Regions from separate parts of the Gossypium hirsutum genome. Here region 2 is linked to region 1. A link is a contact called in public Hi-C data. All regions are on one chromosome and are shown on one strand. Each heading gives the region's core, a stretch centred on a gene start, on an enhancer-like site or on the middle of the called end of the contact. The rest is flanking DNA. Distances are from core to core; before and after follow the strand shown. Region 1 holds the start of LOC107957451 (potassium transporter 2). Region 2 holds the start of LOC107904449 (transcription factor RF2b).

The links. A called contact is a pair of places that touch in the nucleus more often than the background predicts.
Region 2: a Hi-C map of leaf shows a contact between it and region 1, with 2.7 times the contacts expected there. The contact joins the promoter of LOC107904449 here to the promoter of LOC107957451 in region 1. A contact is called at or near these places in 3 of 34 Hi-C or Micro-C datasets (all in leaf).

The regions. Positions count from the first base shown.
Region 1 is chrA05:32,767,573-32,772,768 of Gossypium_hirsutum_v2.1, forward strand. LOC107957451 (potassium transporter 2) reads right to left here and starts at 2,014. Exons shown (of 10, transcript XM_016892969.2): 1 at 1,576-2,014; 2 at 124-229. The coding sequence starts at 162.
Region 2 is chrA05:32,900,020-32,905,215 of Gossypium_hirsutum_v2.1, forward strand. It overlaps LOC107904449 (transcription factor RF2b), which reads right to left and starts at 2,344. Exons shown (of 4, transcript XM_016830838.2): 1 at 1,693-2,344. The coding sequence starts at 2,198.

The DNA.
Region 1 (5,196 bases), core at 764-3,263:
TCAACCAAATAATCTAATCCTACTTATTTTCCTAAATACAAAATCAAAATCACCAATAACTTAAAATAGTTTATGGATGTATATGCACTTTGTGCTATCAGGTTGAAAGTTAAATGCAGAAACCTTTGAAGCATCCGAGAACTTGCCATACTCAAGATCCATGATAATTATACTTCAATTTTCAGCCAGAGTTTCTTGCCAGTGAACGCAATTTAGCTGCTGATAAACACTGAAACAATATGCCAAACATAAGTGGCACAATCCAACACCGGGAATTTGGAAGAAATAATTTTAAACAAGGAAAAAAAGAAGAGAACTTTCAAGATGAAATTTCCAAGGACATCCAGGCTATCCCTCCATTACACACCCGCAAATAGAGGAGATAAAAAGCATGTCTCATTCACCCACATGGCTTCCATACCTCTATAACATCCTCCACCCAAACTCTTTGAAAGCTATGCGCATCTTAATCAAATTCTCACGGAAAGTAAGAAAACAAGAAGCCAAGTGACACCCAGACTCCAATTAATAGAAAATTTATGGAATCTTAAACAGGATTGAAGCTCAGCTACGCTATAATTATACAGACAGAATTCTTAAATGCTCAAGGGCCCTCATTTCTTTTACATAATATTATTTTTATGGTTGATGAAGAGTGGAAGAAACTGATACTTCATCCTTCCTCAATTTTTAAACCAAAAAAAAAAAAAACCAAACTTTGAACCCACTTACAGAATTAACCCATATGGACAAAGAAGCAGAAGATACAAACAATCAGAAAAAATCAATATAAGCGTAATACATATATATTTTTATAATATAGAAGCAAATGCAATAGTTTCCAACCAATGTTTTGTGCAGGCAAGAAAGAGAACAAAATAAGAGAATCATGTGATGCAACTACAGTTGCATTTAGAAGAGAATGATATATCACCACCAACAGCCAAATACAATGAATTAACTTATACCCCACAAGACCACACCTTTCTCTTTCTCAGATTTCTAACTGAAGCTTAGTAAAACCTTTCATTTTCTTTTGCTTGATAAAGCTCGGATTTTTTATTTATTTTTTTTTTTTGCAGTAAAGGAAAGGTAAAGTTGCTCTTATATTATTAGTTCCTTTAATAATGGAGTTTGTTTGGTAGTAACTCAGAAATAAATGAAAGAAGACAAGGCAAAACCAATTTACCCCTCTCCATTAGACCATTCAGAACTGTTAACAGACCCTATTTATTGTAAATGAAGACTATATGAACATAAGATGGGCAGCCCCATGTGCTGCAAATAATCCCCATGAGATGAATCCAAATGCACTTTTGTCTTTTTAGATTAAAAAAACCCGGCATTTTGATTACATCATCCCTCGTCCTTGTTACTGTGTCTACAATTGTTACTGACTCCCTATCTATTTCTTTTATCAATACTAAACTTCATTCTGGAAACAGCTGTAGCACCCGTAGATGATTGATAGATAGATAGACAAAACCCATTTAAGTTACAAACTTTGCTGAAAAAACCATCCCCTTTAACCTTTTACTGAAACAACTACAACTAAATAGATATAGAGAAACTTACCCCAGTCCTTTTTTCTGGCAAATTCCAATGGCCACCAAGTGGAAACCTCGTTGCATTTAGCTCTAGACTCTACACAAGCTTGGAACTTCCATTTATGGTAGCTGATATGTGCAAAACTATAAGCATGTGAAAGGATCTGAATTTTATGAGATGAAATGATGCTCTTTTGGATGGATTTGAAGATCAAATGAACACAGACTTGAAGGTTTCAACCGACAATACGAACATTGTTCAGTAAAACAGAATCAAAATTGGATTAGAGAACGTGGAGAGAAGCTATAGATAATTTGATCCCATGAAAATGGATTGATGGAGCATGATTTTTTAATGAAGAAATAATATAAGGAGATTATCGTGAGCGGGAATATTGGCAAGCTTGTCAAATATAGCCTTTAGACTTTTGTCCTTTCATGTCATGTAACTTATGTTCATCACTTTAAACGTAAACTTGGCCGTTCCATGTTTGTAGGTTGATATATTCGCTAAAAATGTGAAAATTGATGAATTGAGTATTAATTCGATTTACATTAAAGTTATAAATTTAAATGCGTTAAAATGTATTACAGATAAGAAGAGACAAAAATTTAAAAATTAAAATATATTTTAAGTAAAAAATTTAAAAATTAAAATATATTTTAAGTAATTTTTGTAGGATTGATAATCAAATTATTATGCCATTGATTTATGGGTTAAAACCCATTTTATTATTATTTTTATTCATTAATATTCAATGCAATAATTTTCATTATGTGTAATATTCATGTAGAACTCATCTATTTAATGTAAAAATCAATTTGTGAATGGTGATTGAATATGTATTAAATATTAATTGATAAAAAAATAGAGTGAGTTAAACCCTAATTCATAGGATTTGATTAAATAAATTATTTAAAAAATAATAAATTATTTAAAAAAAACTACTTCAATTAAATTGTATCAATTCGTGAGTCAATTGGTTTGATGCTTCTTTCTAGACCGATGCCCCGATAGGTTCAGTTCGGTTCAAAGAATTACAACTCTAAGTATACATACACATTGTACGTTTAGAATTTAGTCTTATTTTTTTTTAATAATTTAATTTTTATTTTTTAAATTTAAAAATTTATTTTCAAATTATAACCACGTAACATTTTAATTGAATAGTAATTATATGAATTAATTAATAATATCATTAACATAAAATGATTAAATCTTAAATTTAAGCGTATTAAAAATTAAAATTACAAATTAACTATTTTTATAAAATGGAGAAAGAAAAAACGAAGTATGGTGTGTGTGCAACGTGTCAGCCTTAGAAAAGTTATTTACTTTCCATTTATATCCTCAAATTTAAAAAATATAATAAATGTTTGTCATTTATATGTAGGTATATAAATTATTAGCATCTTAACCAAATGAAAAAAAAAGAAGCAGCTTATTTTATCCTTCTTGATTGCCACTTCTAGAAGTTTCAACTAGTATTATATTGGTGCTGTATGGCCCTTCCCTGAGCTTAATGGAATTCACAATAATATAAAATTCAAGCATTAGCAAAACCATAGTATATAAAACTTTTCAAGTACAAAAATGAAATAAAAAAGATAAGTTTAAATGATGAGAGTTAAATGAGATAATAAAAATATTTCCTATTTTAGTTAGTAGTCAAAATTTAATTTTAATTATGAATATAAAATAATTTTAACAATAATAACTAATATCTACTTTTTAATGAAGTTATAAAATGCAAAAAATTTAATTATTAATAATTTTAATAAATACATTGAAAAGTAAAAAATATATAAATTTACATCAGATTTAATCTACACCCAACAAGGGAAAAGGTAACATTAACAAGTGTGTAACTCTAATTCCGTACCATGACAGTAGAGTTGGATACATTGTGACATGATATCTACCTACAAAACATTAATTATGACGGATTTGAAGCCGGTGAAAGAAGCTTTCCCGTTCGGTGTAAGACAGCTTTGGCCCTTTGGGGTAGCTTTAGACTCAAACAAGATTAAAAAAAACAAAGGGATAGCCCCAACTCCAAATTGTGCAATGTGCACCAAAATAATAGATCAATGGTGGCATTTATTGGTAGGTGAAGTGCAGTCTTCAATTTACCTCATCTGTCAATGAAAATTATTTGTTTATACTAATGTAAAACCAACCCTATACCAAATAAGAGCATGAAGAAGACCAGTTTATGGATTGGTTTATTCGTCTAAACTCAAAAGTCCGTTTGAAATTTGAGAGAGTTTAAATAAAAATAATAAACCTGAAAAATAGGTTTGGACAAAATAAAATTAGGCTCGTTTAAAATATAAGTCAAATTTGGGCTTAAACATTCAAGGCCTGAGTCTGGACGGCTCGACCCGTTTTTAAATTTATAATACTTTATATTATGTTATTTTTATATATTATGTAATTTAGAACACATTAAAAAAATAAATCTAAACTAAATATATCATACTACTCTAATGTAAACATTAAAATAATATTAAGATGACTATATAAAAATTTTCAATAAATAAAAAATGTATGAAATTATTAAATATTAAAATAATATTATATAGATATTTTTTTTAAAAATTTAAAAAATATATGGGCGGGCCTAAATTGAGTTTGCGGTAGTCTTTTGCAAATATGAATAAGTTTGGACAAAATTTCAAGCTCATATTTTGGGTCGGGTCAAGCTTAACAAATATAAAATATATTACTATCATGCTTAGGCCCAACTTGACCCGAGCACCTCTAGCGTGAAGCTATGAATCACGGGCTTAAATTTTTCCTAAAATGAAATGGTTATATGCTATTAGTCATTGAACCTTAAAAGTTAAAAATTCATATCTCACTTTCCAATTTAATCATTATCACTGTTGGTAAATTTTATTAAAATTTGTTAATTTAACTTGTTTGTTTTCTATAAATTATATGCGAATAGCCTAATAAAATTGCGAATTAAATATATGGTTGACTTGTTTTGTGAAAACTAACAACAAATTTAATTGAGAGGGAGTATGATTACCAACAATTGGAGAGTCAATATGATGACAAAATGCATTATAAGAAATTGGTTTCACATATGAACAAAAACTTACCACTTTTCCCTATTACCATATAAACCTAAACAGTTGATGTCCAATTATTACTTCAAAGCTATAGTTGGAACTGTTTTTTTTTTTCTTGTACGTAAGTTGGAATTGATTGTTGCAACCCAAAAAGGGATGGCTCATATGCTTGCTGCCATCAAATTAATCTTCCCTACAAGCAATGCAACTTGTTTTAATATCAACCATCTTTGTTTAGATGAAGTAAAAACCAAGAGTTCCATTTTTGGTGCATGGAAGAAACATTAAACGTGATGTGGGGTATAGATTACCAGTCAGGTGAAAACTGGAACAAGGAGTGAGCCTAACCCCTGTCCCTGCCTATTACAGGCAACATCAAGCAGCCTGGAATTGTTGGTGTGGGACTCCAAACTTAGGCTCAAATATCTCAAACGTCTGTGTGTTGTTTGGGCAAATTTGTAGGCATTTGGGCAAATTTGTTTGGACAGCTGAAATTGCGGGATGAAATGAAAATATGAAACCAGAATTAAAAACATTGTCCAGATCTGAGCATCAAGCCCAAACTTCA
Region 2 (5,196 bases), core at 1,094-3,593, 130 kb after region 1:
ACCATTTAATGAGTTTATCAAATCTATGAGAGAAAATTTTGCACTAAGTTTTCAGGAGTGTTGAGCAGAGAGATGAGAACAGCTCTAGCTCATCCACCTCATCCAATGCTCATGCATTTAAGGCAAAATACACCTTGTCAGTATTTTATAACTAACAGGATTAGAGTTTAGAAGCTCTCAAACGCTAGAAAATAGTGAATGGAAAAGGTTAAAACATCCCAAACGTAGAAATCTGTCCGCACATGACATAACCCAACCCATTCTTGTAAGTTCCGAAGTTTGGAAAGACAGCTTCTTTGCACAAAAAGTTGAACTTAAATGAAACCAACAGTATTCAAATGTGCGAGACATAGAAACATTCAAATTATGATTTCAATGAAATCCATAACGTTCAATAAGTCATTTTATTGATGTTTAAGTGAAGTTCACCATATTTAGTCAATCTAATGATAGTTGCATCTTTGTACTGCATAGAATATGGTCACAGGACCAGACTTCAAAATTAACACTTCATAAAGGCAGGGTGTGCCATGATAAATAGGTATATATTACAAAACAGATTATCGAACTTTAAAGAGAGAAGGATAAAACTATTACGCAAAAAAAAAAAATCCTTTAGAAGGAGATAGAGTGACAAGGTCAATAAGTTTACAATCAGGAACAACTCTATCAGATTAATTGAAGCTAAACTATGCTAGTATTTATGGAGAAAATGTTCAATGAGACTGACATAAAATCTGACCTACTCATGACCATACCATTACAGCATTAGATGGTGAAACAGCCCATATATATGTTGAGATTCCCCTAGACAAGCAAAAGATATACTTGGCGATAGATTATGCAATACAAGATTTGATTTACTATTAGAATTATGTTAGTTGGATTCGGCACTTCTGACTACAGTATTTCATTAAGCATTTATGCCATCTCCGAATCATAGTACAAAACAAATCATGAAAAAAAAATATATATATATATAAGAAAAACATATTGCACTGTCCAACAAAAGAAGCCAAACACACAGCACAAATAATCCCTAAAAAAGCATGCATAAAAAGAAACTTTGTAATTCACATGAATTTGTTTCGTAAAAATACATTAAGGCCCTAAAATAATGAGAATCCCATTAATCAAAGGGTGAGAAAGGTCAACTGAAGCGTCACTTGTCAAAAATGATAGCCAAAACCATAAGTCAAAAGAACGCATGAACCAAGAACATTAGCTAAGAACCATTCATGATCCATATATATAAACCCATACTCTCCAAATTCTCAAATGCGTATCTTCCAACCCTCAATTTCTTTCAAATTCTAACCTCCCCATAATTTTTTTTCACGTTCAAACTATTTAAATTCCTTGCTTGGGGTTCCTAGTAAACTCCATTCAGAAGCACCCAAAACATAAGGGGGGAAAAGTAAACTTCATCACTAAGATAAAAAAAAAAAAACACTTTCGATAAAACAATCATAATGCCCATGAAAAGAAAAGGAACAAACCAACCAAAGAAGTAAAAAAAACTCGTATAAACTAAAAATATAATTTCTTTAAACAACAAAAAGATTTACTGTCTTCTAAAAAAGTTCCAAACTTGCAACTTCTACTACAATTTGATACGTACCCCAGGCTCAAATTCACTTCAAAAAGGCCCAAAAAAATAGTTTGAGGGAAAAAGGAAATAATTCCACAAAACTTTTGGCTCTCTTTGGGTCAATAGTCCACAATTCAGCAAGCTTATCAGGTGACATAGCTTTCTTAGCTTCAATCGACTCCATTAACGAGCACCCATCAATCGAATGACTATACCTATGCCTTCCTTTCCCTCCTCCATTATTCTTCTCTCCCTTCCCCGACAAGCCACTCATTTCCTCTCCCTCCGGATTCCGACCCGAACCACCACTGGAAGACCCGGCAGCCCCCCCTCCATCTTCTGACCCCTTGGATGATCCTCCCAGCTTCTCAATATCCACGTAAGTGCAAAACAAGTCGTCTTCGGATCCCAACCCTTCGAAGGGGTCGGAGACGAGATCCAAGTCGTCAGGGATCCGAAACTGGACTTCGGAATGGACCCGCCTGTGATAAGAGCCTCGAAATGAGGTTGGGTGGGGGAAGGAGGGCGTGGTTTGAGCGGCGGATGATGATGCATTGGAGGGGAATGGTGGATCGGGGTTGGGGTCTAGACTTGGCGGGTCCTGCATTTTTGGTGTTCCCTTTTTAGATTTCAGATCTCAGGAGAGAAATGTGAGAGGAAAATATCGCTGACTGTTGAAATCTTTTCCTCTTCAGCTTTCTTCTTTCGGTCTCTGCCCCAAAGAAAACATTAAAGAATGTCTCTAAAACGATGAGAACTCGCATATTATATAATTTTTTACATTTGAATTATATAAAATAACCAACAAAAATCGATTTTATTCCCTTTTAACTCCATTTGGTTTAAATAATTACATCCTTACAATTGAAGTTAATTTGTATCAACTATCGGTAAATTGTCATTATATATATATATATAAAATGTCCATAACTTTTAATTTTAATCACTCAATTCCCCTTTTCCATGCACTCTTAATTTACCAAAAACATATATTTGTTACTACACTATGAATTTCTATAAATTAAATACCCAACATAAACTTTAAATTTTCATTAGAAATAAATAAAGATGATCAAACCAAACATGTATAGCATAATTTGTTTTCCTCCCCTTTGCCCCTTTTGAGTGAATTGTTTCTTTGGTACGGTTTAACACATTCTAACATTATATGCTTTCCTCCTTCAAAGGTATCATCTTCAACTTACTTTCGAAACGAGGACCATCTGTAAAAAAAAAATACATAAAAGAACATGGACTTACTTCATTCATGGTCAAATGAAGAGAAGAAAAGAATCATATTGTGGGAATCATATAGTGGAAAGTTGTGTAACTGGATAATGGGGTTTTAAGGTCTCTTTTTTTTTCTTTTTTTTTTTAAGAAAACTTTTCAAAAAAATTTATAATTTTAATTATATTTAAATATAATTTCAAGAAATAAATAAATTGATATTTTGAGTTACAGTTTAAGGACTAAATTAGTTATTAAGCCTATAAGAAAATATGTCATGTCATTAATTTATTTGTGATATTTTTTTTTCATAGTTGAATGATCAAAACAAAAACTTATTAATAATCGAATAATTAATAACGTAGCTTACCCAAATATATTTGAGGAACAATAATATAACAATCTATGTTGACATCCGCTAATAAATTAACAAATAGGTGGCTTAAATAATTAATTTCAAATATTTAAGTGACTAACTTATAACATTTCATAATTAAGCGATCAAAATATATACTTAATGATAATTTATTGACTATGGGTGTAGATTACCCAATTGATTATTACAATGCACAGATGAATAGATTAATGTTTGAAATATGTTCAAAGCTAGACCAAAATATGACGTGATAAAACTAAAGTCTCAAAGGTTGAAGACATCAACTTTTACATGAATCATCTATACCATAATTAAAACTTTCTAATTGAATCAAAGTGAAATTTAAACTTAAATCATTTTTATACTTTAGTTAAAGCTATATTTGGGTTTATATTTTTTATTTGATTTTTTATAAATTTGTAATAAATAATATATTTTTTACTTCGATAATTTGTGGAGGAAATAAATTTAGTCTTCATATTATTAAAGAGAAATAAATAAGTTCAAATCGTATAGAGTTAACATTTATTATATATAAAATGTCTTGAAATTTTTTTTCTCAATTATAGTTCAATTTTAAATAAAAGATTTTATTTACATAACTATAAAAATTTTAAAAATATTAGTTTTGTTAAACAATAAATGATTTTTTAAAAACAATAAATCTTAATTTTATTTCAATTTAATTTAGTTTGAATTTAAGTAAAATAATCTATTTAATAATAATAATTTATTTATTTAAGTCCTTGGCCCGTCATTTTTATATGTACAATGTCGATTCAAGCAAAGAAACCAATTGATTGCTTCTGCTTAGCTTTTACCTAATAAAGCTGTCGACATTATTGTGAAAATTTTGAGGGGCATAAGCCCATAATTAATTAACTCATCTCCTTGAAATCATATAAATAAAATATTTAATTGAAATTTAATATAATTAAAAATCCCATGCTAAACAAAGGTTTTAGAGTGGAGATTTGACATGTGGACCTCTTGATTTTCTTTTTAGGTGACCCATGGAGATAATGTCATCGCCCACGTGATCTCCATGTGCCTCACTCTTTTCTTTCATATCTATTGTAGCTTAGGTTGTTCTTTTGGACCATTCTCAGCAGCTGCTTGAGCTTTGCAGTGTTCAAACTACTGCAACTTCGCCTTCAGGATTTCATGAAGAAGAGATAACATCAGCATTTTCATATCATACCCTTCTTGGGTTTTTAACAAAATAATGTTTTAAAGGTTTTATTTAAAAACTTAACTAATTCATAAAACATGAAAGAATTACTTAAAAATATAAATAAGTTCTAGAATATTAAATAATTCGTAATATATGAAAAAATTACGGGAAAGTTTTCAAAAAATTAAATAATTACTTACACTATGAAAGCATTTCTTAAAACATAATTTTTTTTTAAAATTAAGTAATTCATAGTATATAAAAGAATTACTTAAAAATACGAGGTTTTTCAAAAAATTAAGTGACTTTTAAAACATAAAAGAAGTACGAAAAAATATTTTTTTCTAGTATGGTGTTTATATTTGACAAAAGTTATACATTTAATATCTAGAAGTAATGGTGTTAACTTTTTAATATTTAATTTGAATTTTAAGGTTTGGTGAAAATTTATAATTAACTAATAATATTTGTAAATAATTTTCATTAGATTAACCCAAAAAAACAACCATCATACTAAATTTAACAAATTAAATACAAAATAACACTAGATTTATTCTATAAATAAAATCTTAAAAAGTCAAACTTAATAATATTAGCAATTAAAATTTCATAAAATCGTTATCTTTGAATCTAAAAATATATAACTTTTGAAGGTTAAATATTAAAAGTTAGTATCGATACCTTAAAATACAAAAATATATAAATATCACATTAAAAAATTTATCAAATTTAAATATCAATTGGGTAAAAGGCTAAAACACCTGGAATTCACTTGAGATTTTGGTGCTTATAAAAGTCATAATCAATCAAATGGATGCCTTGAATCG